3 separate regions of the Sus scrofa genome follow, and regions 1 and 2 are each linked to region 3. Evidence: chromatin contacts called from public HiChIP or PLAC-seq data. All regions are on one chromosome and are shown on one strand. Each heading gives the region's core, a stretch centred on a gene start, on an enhancer-like site or on the middle of the called end of the contact. The rest is flanking DNA. Distances are from core to core; before and after follow the strand shown. Region 1 overlaps QKI (QKI, KH domain containing RNA binding). Region 2 overlaps QKI (QKI, KH domain containing RNA binding). Region 3 has its middle 500 kb from the start of QKI.

Region 1 (4,640 bases), core at 1,416-3,915, 470 kb after region 3:
TAACCTCTGCACTATTTTTTCTGTTTCTCTATATGTCTAAACTCATTTCAAAAAACAATTAAAAGTTTTTGCTTTAGCCTTCAGAGTTATTTATTTTAATGGAATGGAGGACAGTTGTGGGAGAGAATCAAAGCCATGGAAATATCTTATTTTTCTAGTTTAGGGAAAAAAAAAAAAAAAGGAAATGCCTGCTTAACAATAAAACTGAGGATCTCAAATTTATTTAAAGTAGCTTAATTCAAAAATTAAAAAATTTAAATAATTTCTTTAATTTTCTTTAACAGATACTACTTAAAAAATATATATTCACTTTTTTTTTTTCTAGATTTCATAGTGCTTAAAAAATTTTTTTTCAGAGTTCCCATTGTGGCTCAGAGGGTTAAGAACCTGGCTAGCAACTATGACGATGCGGGTTTGATCCCTGGCCTCACTCAGTGGGTTAAGGATCCAGTGTTGCCACAAGCTGCAGGGTAGGTCAAAGGCTGATGAGGCTCAGATCTGGCGTGGCTGTGGTATATAGGCTGGCTACTGCAGCTCTGATTTGACCCCTAGACTGGGAACTGCCATATGCCGCAGGTGTAGCCCTAAAAAGAAGGGAAAATTTTTTAAAAAATTTTTTATTAAAGTATAGTTGATTTACAATATTGTGTCAATTTCTGCTTACAGCAAAGTGACCAAGTCATACATAAATACATTTTTCCTCATATTATCTTCCATCATGTTCTATCACAAGAGATTGGATATAGTTTCCTGTGCTATACAATTAAAAAAAAAAAACACATGCACTTCAAACCCTCCTTAAAAATTAACATGGAAAAAGATTAAAATCCATAAAAATGACCTTTCTGCAGAAAGTGAATCTAAGTACTGCATGCACAAAGGGAAAAAAAGCACTAGCCTTCAGTTTACACAATCTGGATTTTAATTCTGACTTTCTGCAAAACATAGTTGTGCAGCTTAAACTTAACCCTCTGGGTCTTAGTTTCCTACTCTGTAAAATGAGATTAGACCAGATCACAACTAGTTTCTTCTAGTTCTAAAAGTTTATCAATTAGGAATGTACCTTCCTGTTTCTTCAGAGAGAAGCCCATTCTGTGTTCCCTCTGTATCAATATCCCACGAAAAAAGAGCATATAAATACAATGACCAATTGAGAGAACCTCAGACAATCCTACTCTTTTCAGAATTACACATTCCAAAATGTCAAACTACTGGGCACCAGGACTCAGGTTGGTTTGGTTTGGTTTTGGTTTGGGTTTTTTTTTTTTTTTTTTTTTTTGCTTTTTTTAGGATCACTTCTGAGGCATATGAAGTTTCTGGGCTAAGGGTCAAATCAGACCTGCAGCTGCTAGCCTACACCACAGCCACAGCAACACAGGATCCAAGCCACATCTGAAACCTACACCACAGCTCTCTGCAATGCCAGATCTTTAACCCACTGAGCGAGGCCAGGGATCAAACCCACATCCTCATGGATACTAGCCAGGTTTGTTTCTGCTGAGCCACAATGGGAACTCCCCCTAGGACTCAGTTTAAATGATATTTTTGTAAAGCACTAAATCCTCATGTAACCAGGCTCTACATATTTGTATTTGGAAAGGTGACACTGTCTCTATGTATTTTATTCTCTTCAAACTCCAAATCCCTTAGGGCTTTAAAAGGAATTTGGTAAACCAGAGTGAAAATGAAACAAGATTCCCAAAACGTTGAGGCAATTATGTCTGTGTAAGGGGGAGAGATGATGTACTTTTCCTAGCTAACAATTTCTTTGATTTTTAATTATCCTTTTCAACTGTATTCCAAACTCCACCTAAGCTCAATGCAGGAAAAGCCTAAGATATGTAATCACACAATTCATTTTATTTGAGCATCACCTAATTCCATAAACTAAAGCAAATGAATGGCAAATGACATTCACAGATGTTACAGCAGCTCAAATACAAGAGAAATCCCTCATACTAGGAAAAAGCTAGGGAGAGGTTTTTTTAAGCCATAATAAACAATCTACAATACACAATATTCAGAAAAGTCCTTTTATAGCAAGTATTAAGATTGAATTAAAAAATAAAACTCGGAGTTCCCATTGTGGTCCGGCAGAAATGAATCTGACTAGGAATCATGAGGTTGCAGGTTCGATCTCTGGACTCGCTCAGTAGGTTGAGGATCCGGTGTTGCCGTGAGCTGTGGTATAGATCGCAGATGTGGCTCGGATCTGGCGTTGCTGTGGCTGTGGTGTAGGCCAGCAGCTACAGCTCCAGTTAGACCGCTAGCCTGGGAACCTCCACATGCTGCAGGTGTGGCCCTAAAAGGACATAAGACAAAAAAAAAAATAAATGAAACTTTCATCTTTGTAACAGAAGCAATATATACAGCACCCTCAAATTCAACATAACTGGTACTGAAAATATTATTTTAATATGGTAAACAATATGATCCCCTTTAATTAAACCCAAGCTGTTTTACTTTACAAAGAACTGGATTCAGGAAATCTAGAGTTCCTGCTATGGTGCAGTGGGTTAAGAATCCAATTGCATGGGCTCACGTCTCTGCAGAGGCGTAGGTTGGATCTCTGGCCCGGTGCAGGGGGTTAAAGGATCTGGTATTACCACAGTTGTAGTGGAGGTCACAGCTGCAGCTCAGATTCAGTCCCTGGCCTGGGAACTTCCACATGCTGTTGGTGCCAGCCATTAAAAAAGAAGAAAAGAAACCGCAATCTAAGTAACATTACATATGCTACTGGCAGAAGTCCATGTGCGACATTTTTACTGACTCTTAAAGTATACATTCTACTGTCACATAACAATGTTCTTGGAAAATATTTTAATGTGAGCTTTTTAAATGCCAGACACAGCACTCTTTCTGGGATTATAAAACTTTAATTCATTACAATGGAAGCTAAATTGCTATCATAGATAAATATTACCAATATAATCCAGCAAAAGCCCTGGTTGAGGACATTCCAGACAAACCCTCTCCCTGAACTCCAAACACCTGTATCCAACTGCCTTCTAAATATGTAACCTTAACACATTCAAAATCAAACTCATCTATGCCTCAAACCTGTTCCTCCTGATCTCAGAAAATGGCCAATCTGTTCTCTCACACATCACGTTCAAACCACTGGCAAGTACTATATACTCACTTAGCTTTTAAAATATATCCAGAATCTCACTTCTCACCCCTTCATCCTCTGCCACCCTAGTTCTAGCCTCAATCATTTCTCACCTTGTCAGTAACTAAAATAACCCTCCTGGTTTCTCTGTTTCCACCACTGCCCCTGTCAATCTATTCTCTATTTTTCAGAGTTAGCCTATCAACTCTGATATGTCACTGCTCTGCTCAAAACCCTCTAATAGAGCTATTTTCAAAATTTCTGATCTCAGGACTCCACGATTAAAATATTACTACAAGAAGTCTAAAGAGTATGTGTTTGTAAGGTTTATATCTATTAGCACTTACTATAATAGAAATCAAAATTGCAAAGTGTTTAAATTACTTTCGATTCACTTTTAAAAACAGTAAACCCTATTACATGTTATAGAAAACTTTTTATGGAAAATAATATATTTTCCAACATAATAGAATAGTGAGAGGCAGTTTTATATTTTTGCACATTGTTTAAATGTCTTTCTTAATAGAGAAAATGGGGTTCTCCTATCTTCTTCTCAATTCAATCTGCTGCGGTATCACATAGTACATAGCCTCTAGAAAACTCAAACACTCATGCAAGAATGAGGGTGAAAAAGTCAAATAACATTATCATGAAAATAACTCACAAACTCCCAAAGCCAGATCACATTTAAGAACCACTGCTCTGATTTCCCACTGCAGTTAGTGTAAAGGCCCAGGTTCTGACAAAGCTCTATGAGGGCCCACAGCACCCACAAAGGCTCCCCTTCACTCTCCCCTCATACCTTCCTGACCTACTCTTCTAACTAATCTACCCATCCCTCATTCACAGCTACAGCTGCACCCACACAAGGAACTGAGGGTCCTGACCTCACAGTTTTACACCGACTCGACTCTCCCCTAGAAAGCTATTCATTCTCCCCAGAGAGCAGCATGGCTCACTCTATTATCTTCTTCAAATCTCTGCTCTAATGTGAATTTCTCAACAAGGCCCACTCAGATCTCTATTTAAAACTGCAATTTGCCTCGCCACCTCCAATCCACCCAGAATGCTACGATACCCTTCATCCTGTTCAATGTATTCCCATAACTCATATTGCCTAGTATAGCACAGAATGTATTTAATTGCTTACTGCCTATCTCCTAACAAAACAATGTAAACTCTAAGAGTGAAGACAGCTTTATTTTTGCCATTTGCTATATTCCAAATATCTAAATCCTTGAAAAAAAACATCATTTGAACAAACATTAGGGCTCTTAGCACAAAAACACACAAAGCTACAAAACATCCCTGAAACTTCACTAAAGCCTCAACAGGTTATTTGCTTGACAATTTACTCCTCTTCCCTTTAAAGTAACAGGAATGTGCCTCTTCTCAAAAGGGCTTTCTCTCTTTATTCGGGTTTTGTGAGAATCTAAAACACTTGGATAATGACATGTTTATTACATCAACGTTAAATTTCTCTATCGTATTGTAGATCAAATGAGAAGATAAAATGCACAAGCAACTA
Region 2 (4,477 bases), core at 344-2,843, 450 kb after region 3:
GTTTTACGACACAAAGAGATGACAATATTTTTGACAGTGTAAGGTACAAACACAAGGCCCTTTAAGAAATCCCTAACCTTCAAACCTTTATCTTTGCTATTACCCTTTTGTTCACACACATGTTCACAGGTACCTCAAATTTTTCGTTCCCTGTAACATTTTTCTTTCTCCTTCCTTCCCACCAAACATGTCAAATCCTCATCACAGTGTATTGAGCTCAAGTGTTCCTTCTGTGATATCTGTGTGTTCTCTTGATTCCTAATGACAGTTCTTTCTTCTTGCAAAGTAAAGATCTCAGAATACTTTGTACCCACTTCTTACAGCCCTCTGCCACATAGTATGCAATGATCTGCATGGTTTTTTGCAGGGTATTCCTTGAAGTCAGAAACCAGCATCTCTTTTTTGTTTGTTTGATTTATCATCTACAGTGCCTCACACATATACAGCAGAGAAGAAACATATATATTGATTGTTGGATAATACAATTTAAAAGGGTTCACAGAAATCACACAATGATTTTTAATTCTCAGTAAAAAGTTCAATCACTAGATAAATGTTATAGGCAGCATAGGAAGCACACACATTTCTTTAGTAAGAACACACCAAACAAATTTCCTAAATGGTGAGCCTGACTGATCTCAGGATAAATTCTAAATGACAGAGTCAATGATGTCACAGAAACAAAATCACTATTATTTCCACTTTCCATTTCAATACGGAACTATCATGAGTGCAAGGACTATGTCATTCAACACATCTTAGGTGTTGACTAAGCTGAAGTATGTTTTATTACGAGCCTTCCAGTAAAAGCCCAGTTCTATGCTTGGCACTTTACAGGCATTAAGTCATTTAATCCTCACAACACTAGAAGGTATTTACTATTGTCACCCACATTTAACACCTGAGAAGTTACAAAAGTCGTCCAAATCCTAGAACACCTAGACTGAATAGAGTTCAGACACTTAATCAGTATATCATGCCTCTCTTCCAAAGCCCTTCAACACACACCCTGATCATACCAGATACACATATTTAGTTTTCTCATTCTTGTTAATCATTCAAAACGTTTAGTACAAAGTTTATAAAAACCCTCTTCAGATTCAGATCTACTTTCAGAATGAGTGCAATTATATTTTGATAATTTCTTTTCTAACTACATCACAAAAATTATTACTACACTACTTTCACAAAACCACACCTTACTTTTGCAATATTTTCACCTGTCTTCTCTTGATTGGGATCACTGAGCTGATAATCAACACATACATCTTTTTGACCTTAATTGAACTTTTTATATGAACGAAAAAAAGTTTACGTGATTATTATTTCATCCACATAATTCAACAAATATGTGCAACGGGGGCGGGAGGGGGGACACACATACGAATACAATTATCTGAGTCAAGACTGAGCTTACAAGTATTATCTCAGACTCCTGGAAATCAAATACATAAGCAGTTCTGACCAGAGATTACAAATATAATCTAAGGCTCTTTGAAATTGATAACTTAAGTTTTGCTGCATAACTGTCAACCTCATACACTGTTCCAAAAGACTAATTCAGCTCTTAAAGAGATCTGCTCTTTTTGGCACAAATTTTAGTTACATCTGACTGACTTACTGGTAAGTGGCTTTTATTACCCTGCTTCAATGATCCTACGTTTTAAAAACAACTCAGTTTACAGCAGTTTTTAATTACTACATTCTGTTAGCCAGGCACAAAAACAGGTGATCAAGCTCCAGTGACACAACACCCCATTTCATCTGTCCGCTGTGGAAGGGGCGGGGTTAGGATCAGGAAGATTTTGTTACTGACTGCTTCACTCACATCCAGGAGACACTGCTCTCTCAAGACGGGCCAAAGACAGATCGGCACCTTGAGATTTCCTTTAATATCTACCAGAAACACACAATAAAACTTAGAAGCAGGTGTCTCTCCAATTTTTGTATTATATTCCTGTGGTTATTTCAGTGAGAATCTTAGAGATATGGAGGTTGATATCTGTGATTAGGCTTCCAACTGATTCTATAAATCCTTTGTAACAAGAATGTTAAAAAAGCAAACCCTAACAAATTCTTTTTGGTGAAACTTTCTATCTCAGCTGAGCCTGGAAAACATTTGCTTACAAGCACTAATTCTTCCCTAAAAACTAACTCCATCTTTTAATTACTTCTTCTAGACAGTAGTCCTTTTTAATATCAAAATATATTACTTACAAAAGCAAGCATCCACATTTTAAGACTCTGGGAAGGCTTATTTTTGAAACTGTTTAACTTTGAAAAAACCTGAGCTAAACATATTTATTGTTTTCAGACTGTCTTTAAATTCTTTTTGGAATAATTTCTATTAACATCCTAAGAAACTGAGTATATTTCAGACCATATAGAGCCTATTAAATATTTGGTACCGACAGGCCCTCAAGGTACTCTTGCAGAGAGAAAGGAAACTTCACAAAGAAACTGACCTTCACTAAATTGATCTGTTTAAAATTCTAAGTTAACAGTAACAGTTCTCTACCTAAAACTTGAAAGATATGCTCTGTATTATCAAATTGTACTGCTAAAAACACTCTAATAGGTCAAAATATAATCTGAAACACTTCACAACTTCATTCAATAAAAATATGTATCCAACCTTCTTCAAATCAACAATCTATCTTTAACAGTTTCAATTTCCTATATAAACTATTGAAGAAGAGAGAATAAAACAAAATATTTCACTTAGCTAAGATCATATCCTGGCAAAAATTCAAAGCTTAACCCCTAGGTACTGAGAAAGAGATTTTGTACATCATTAAATTTTGACTTAATGTCCATTTGTTTTTTTAGAAGAACAAAAATCAAAGTAGTCTATATATCAAGTTTACACAGAGAAAGTAGTTTACATCTTATAACATGATAAGAAATTCCAAGAGTCAAAGCAACAAAGGCCCAAGTGGCGATAACCAACTGCATGGACCCCTTTTCTTTTCTCAGAGCTCCTCTAAAACAAATGTCAGTTCAACAACCAATCTGCAGGTGACAATCTTGAGAAACAGACAACCACTAATAAAAGCAAATATTAACTCAGAAGCTATGATGAACCAAATTTTATTTGCAAGCCCAAGAGAAATAAAATGAAAAGAAACTTAAATCCACACACCAACAGTCAACTAATCTATGACAACGGAGGCAAGAATATACAATGGAGAAAAGACAGTCCCTTCAGTAAGCAGTGCTGGGAAAACTGGACAGCTACATGTAAAAGAATGAAATTAGAATACTCCCCAACACAATACACAAAAATAAACTCAAAATAAAGACTTAACCAAACACTCTGACATAAACCATACCAATATCAGCTCCAAGAGTCAAGACAATAAAAATACAAATAAATAAATGGTACCTAATTAAACTTAAAAGTTTCTACACAGCAAAGGAAACCCCAAACAAAACGGAAAAGACAACCCACAGAATGGGAGACGATATCTGCAAATGAAGCAACTGACAAGGAATTACTCTCCAAAATACATAAACATCTCCTGCAGCTCAATACCCAAAAAAACCAAACAACCCCATCAAAAAATGGGTAGTAGATCTAAACAGACAATTCTCCACAGAAGACATACAGGTGGCCAAAATACACACAAAAAGATGTTCAACATCACTAATTATTAGAGAAATGCAAATCAAAACCACTATGAGGTACCACCTTACACCAACACCAACCAGAGTGGCCAACATCAAAAGTCAACAAACAATAAATGCTAGAAAGGGTGTGGAGAAAAGGGAACCCTCTTACACTGTTGATGGGAATGTAAACTTGGTGCAACCACTATGGAAAACAGTATGGAGATTCCTCAAAAAACTCAAAAATAGAATTACCATTTGATTCAGCAATTCCATTCCTGAGCATCTATCCGGGAGAAAACCATGACTGGAAAAGATACATGTACTCTAACGTTCACTGCAGCACTATATACAGTAGCCAAGACACGGAGACAACCTAAATGTCCATCAACAGAGGAGTGGATAAAGAATATGGGGTACATATACACAGTTGTAAAAAGGAATGAAATAATGGCATTTGCAGCAACATGGATGAACCTAGAAATTATCATGCTAAGTGAAGTCAGTCAGTGAAACACAACCATCATATGCTATCTCTTACATGTGGAATCTAAAAAAAGGATACAATGAATTTCTTAGTAGAACAAAAACTGACTCACAGACTTTGAAAAACTTATGGTTACCAAAGAAGACAGGTTGTGGGGGAAGGGATGAACCAGGTGTTTGGGATGGAAATGTTGTAAAACTGGGTTGTGATGATGGTTGTACAACTATAAATACAGCAAAATTCATTGAGGTTTTAAAAGTTTAAAAATAAAAATAAAACATTTACCAGCTTTAAAAAAAGAAAAGAAACTTAAAACTCATGCTCTACCATTAATACAGATTATTATTATGAGCTATAGTGAGTACTGTGAAAAATTCTAAA
Region 3 (4,168 bases), core at 1,283-3,782:
GATCTCCCAGACCAAGACGTCCTGTTCTTGTGTCAAGTGTGGCCAGGTCACTAGACCCCTTTGTGACAGCTCTAAGGGGCAGCAGCAGAGAGTGACTTATGGCTTCAGTGTTGTTCTGCAGAGAGAGTGCCAGGTATCTGCCCAGGTGTGTGAACGAACCGCCATGCGAACATGAGAAGATTTAGACTAGTTGACCATAAAAAGAATTGCCTGTAGCATTACTTTCCCTCATCTCAGAATAAAAGTAATTTTTAGAAAATCTAATGCCCTCACTTTTCAAAATCAGCAAATAGAAACAGGACTCCAGTTGAGTTCAAATTTCAGATAGATAGTGGACCATTTTTTGGTAGATGTATGTCCCAAGTATTGCCAGGCATTCTGGGTTTGTCTGGGAGCCCTACTTGGAAGGAATAGGGAGAAGCAGGCATCATTCTAGGACTTGTGGAATGATGCCTTTCATTTACAAGTGTGCAGAGCACAGAGACGCCTGCAGTACCATAAGTGTGCACAGCAGCTGTGGGCCTACAAAGAATTTTTTGTTCTTGCTCACATACATCATATTTAAAGTGACTAGAAGTTTTCTATTTGAAGGACTCAAATACATTTGCAGAATAAAGAATACTTCTGAAACAATTATCTAATAAATGTTAGTGCCTTTGATTTAAACCAAATATTTGTATACTGCATTTTTCTAAAGGAAAAACACATGGAAGGATAGGTTTTTGAAGAGTCCGGATTTAAAGCCCTGGAGGGAATTCCATGGAGCTTTTGGAAAGTCCTGATAGCCCCCTCTGGGAGCTTTAGGTGGACTCCTCTGGTCACAGAAGGACAGATGGTCAGTTTCTCTCTTGCCCAGATATTCTGAGGAGGAAGCTGGAGCTGGCGATCTCTGACCCAGAATCAGCAGGGTTACAGCAGAATTTGCTAACAACTTCAGGATGCAGCATTGAGATGGAAGATTTAGGAATGGAGAATTAATTTTCTCTCCCTCCTGAGTAAAGCAGCTCTCTTCCTAAAGCCAAGAATCTTTACAGAATGAATGTACCAAATGGAAACAATCCAGTAAGCACTTCATGACCCTAATAATTCTGACCACGTTGTTATGCCACATTTTGCAGTGGCCTAAATTAAACAGAAGAGAATCCACGTGACGCTGTGCTCCAGAGAACAAGGCTGGGGCTGTGCCAGTGGACCAGGGGCGGGGGGCGGGGGGTGGAGGCATTCTCTTCTAGAAGCTAACAAGAATAGAAAGGCTCCTGGAGTCTGAACTAAGAACAGTTTACTGGGTGTGAGCATTTTAGGTGATAGGATAAGTAGTCAGGGGCCTCAGAGACACAGAAGATCTGCATTAGACAAGAACACTTGCTTATTCAAAGGTAATCTAAACAATCAGAACTTTGGAAATATTTCAAACCGGGCATCCTGCAAAATTAAAAATTTCTCATTCCATTTTGTGTTTTCTGGTAAGGATCCCTTTTGCTCTGTCACAGTTACAAAATGATCAGTTTATGATCCCAAAGGAATATTTTTAAAGTAGGAGACTTCAAGAGAAAACCATATAATCCTAATAAAAATAAGATACCTTACTTTTCTGATTTTATGGGAAGGGTTTGTTCTCATAATATCTGTATATGACCAGGTCACTTTTTTTCCAATACAGAATCAATACTTCATTTGCCTACATTTGCCTCTTAAGTCTTATTTAAAAAAAACAAAAACAAAAACAAAAACTGCCAGTTGTTAAAACAAAGCATGTATATAGAAGCTAAGGAAAGCTAATCTCTATAATGTATGAATGAACCTAGGTCTAAACAAAGATATTGATAAGATTAGGACAAACACTCAAGATGAATTCAGTTCAAGATGAATTTTTAAAAAGGAATCACTAAGTGCTGTATCTCTCAGCACAGTTAAAAACAACAGTAAAAAAATATTGATAAGAAGTAGGCTTCAATTTTATATACTCTGGTAAATTTAGAATAAAATTGAAGTAAAATATTCTTCAAAACAGAACTCTTAGAAGAAAAGAGTAGATTTCCTACACTGATAGTCTACAAAGCACTTCCCAAAATATTCATAAAGTATCACACCATAAAGGTCCACAGCCGAACAAGTTTAGGGAAAATTCTGTGTGTTGTTTGAAATAATCTTTTCCTCTTAAAGGCTCTGAGAAGTTCTGCAAGAAAGAATCATGTTTTATTGTATTTAATTCACCATTTTCAAAACGTTCTTAAGGATAAGACACCATTTCTTCCTGCATCTCTGAAGAATATTCCTCAAGAAATACTAATCTGAGAAACAGTCTGATTTAAAGAGATCAGAGTCTCTGTGTTTATCACCCAAACTTTCAAAAGGACATGACGAGCTATTGAAAAACATTCCTTGAGATATTAACTCTTGCTGTTAGTCAAAAGCATGTCATCCATTTTTTTTCACAGCATAGGTTATAATTTGACCTCCTGGTCTCCCAGCTCTCTAGAGACCCTCACGTTTTCCCTGGCAATCCAGTCCCCAGAAATTCCAGCAGGGGGCTCTGTCTGCTAGTGCTGACCCTGAAGGACCTGAAGGCGGTTCAAGGTTAAGATGTCTCAACGACTAACAAGCTGGAAATGTCATCTGGCCTGTTAGGACACAGCATTACAAAAGTATGATCATGGTTCAAGAATGTTGCCATGAGAGAAATCAGTGCTCAGAATTTTATTATTAGGTGTTGCCATGTGTACATTTTCAAATATAGCTAAGAGGTCCCAACAGGGGAAAAAACAGAAACCAAGGAGTATTTTTATAAAATAAAATATAAAATAATTATGACTTATACTGAAAACAATTTCAAAAACTTAAAAGTTTCCCTACGCGATTGGCAACTCAAGGATGCTAGAGTTCTATCAAAAATAGTGCAGGAAAAAAACCCAAACTGTGAAAGTAAAACTGAAAGTCCGTGACATAAGTGACTCATACTGAGATGGACAAATACAACTCTTTAAAAATAATCTCCCCAAAGGAAGGAAGCACAAGGGTACATTGGCGAAGTTCACGTCCGTAATCTAGGTTATTTTCTCTTTTCCCATCTTGCCCTCCCCATCTTCCCCCTCAAAACAGTGTTTTAAACACTTACAAATTAGGTTATAAAGAGATAAAAAAAAAACTTCTGATTCTAACGGAAAGCAGCACCACTTTAGCCAGAATAGTGGGAAAGATGACAAATAAAGTACCCTGACAAGAGGGTCAGAAATAAAAAACAGACTAAGTGGACACACAAAGCTTTTCACTCTTGCCTTAGGCACCAGAGAGGGTGGCTGCTTGGAGGGGTGTTTATTTCCACTGGGAAAGAAATCTGTAGCACGGCAGGTGCAAGTGGCTAATAAATTATGACATTTGCAGGAGGGTGGAACAATTTATTCCTTCCCAAGCCTCAGGAGAGTTTGTGTGTAAAACACCCTCACATGTGCACACACACACACACACACACACACACACACACAACATTTCACCAGTCAAGCAGTCAAACCTTTACCATTCCTTTAGTGAAACGCCAAAACTCTCTCTGTAAAGAAACTCTATATGAGACAAGGGCACTGCACTCTCATTTTCCCATAAATGTGGATGCTTCTGAGAATGAGATGGTTTTCATCCAGCATTGTGATTTCGTTATAAGTCAGTGTCATGTAAAGATGTTTCTCCCACATACTCTATACTCTCCTGGATTTCATTTTGTCCCAGGGAAGTGCTTGTTGGAATGAATGCTACATGTATACTGTAAACTGTGTGCCAAAGGCAGACTGGGGAAAAAACAGCATAACTTAAGAAAATAATAACATTTTCCCACAAAGGGACCTTTCCCTTTCACCTTTCACTGGAAAACGTGGCCATGGGGAGAGGGTTCCACTGCTCTGAGCCTTCCTCACCCAAGGAAGGTTGGCTGTTTCCAGCAGCCAGCATGAGGATCTGGGTGGAATAACAGCGTCCTGCTGAAAGCGAGGAGACAGAGCCACAGAGTCATCAGAAACCCACATCTGCCACTCCCCAGACCCACAGCCCATCCAACCCAGCACGGAGGGCTCGGAGACCAAATCCGATTCTCTGGAGTTTAGGTCAAAGAGTTAGTGGCAACTAAGAGCTAAAAGCAAGTTGCTCCATAGACGCAGACCACCCCAGAGTTTTCAGACAG

Evidence for each region. HiChIP or PLAC-seq counts read pairs in DNA pulled down with a chosen protein or histone mark.
Region 1: a contact with region 3 is called in an H3K27ac HiChIP or PLAC-seq map of alveolar macrophages. The contact joins two enhancer-like sites. A contact is called at or near these places in 2 of 47 Hi-C or Micro-C datasets (embryonic fibroblasts and skeletal muscle) and 1 of 2 datasets of contacts at active chromatin or transcription factors (alveolar macrophages).
Region 2: an H3K27ac HiChIP or PLAC-seq map of skeletal muscle shows a contact between it and region 3, with 4 times the contacts expected there. The contact joins two enhancer-like sites. A contact is called at or near these places in 1 of 47 Hi-C or Micro-C datasets (embryonic fibroblasts) and 2 of 2 datasets of contacts at active chromatin or transcription factors (alveolar macrophages and skeletal muscle).

What each region holds. Positions count from the first base shown.
Region 1 is chr1:4,853,241-4,857,880 of Sscrofa11.1, forward strand. All of the region lies in intron 1 of QKI (QKI, KH domain containing RNA binding), which reads right to left. Among named protein-coding and RNA genes, the nearest start is that of QKI, 28 kb to the right of the region's middle. Within about 2 kb of position 2,666, at least 1 of the 83 cell types and tissues checked has an H3K27ac peak or open chromatin away from gene starts, as enhancers often do. A contact at or near this core is called in alveolar macrophages, where this site is marked.
Region 2 is chr1:4,834,203-4,838,679 of Sscrofa11.1, forward strand. The region is part of intron 2 of QKI (QKI, KH domain containing RNA binding); the gene reads right to left. Among named protein-coding and RNA genes, the nearest start is that of QKI, 47 kb to the right of the region's middle. Within about 2 kb of position 1,594, at least 2 of the 83 cell types and tissues checked have an H3K27ac peak or open chromatin away from gene starts, as enhancers often do. A contact at or near this core is called in alveolar macrophages and skeletal muscle, where this site is marked.
Region 3 is chr1:4,379,954-4,384,121 of Sscrofa11.1, forward strand. No RefSeq gene overlaps it. Among named protein-coding and RNA genes, the nearest start is that of QKI, 500 kb to the right of the region's middle. Within about 2 kb of position 2,533, at least 30 of the 83 cell types and tissues checked have an H3K27ac peak or open chromatin away from gene starts, as enhancers often do. A contact at or near this core is called in alveolar macrophages and skeletal muscle, where this site is marked.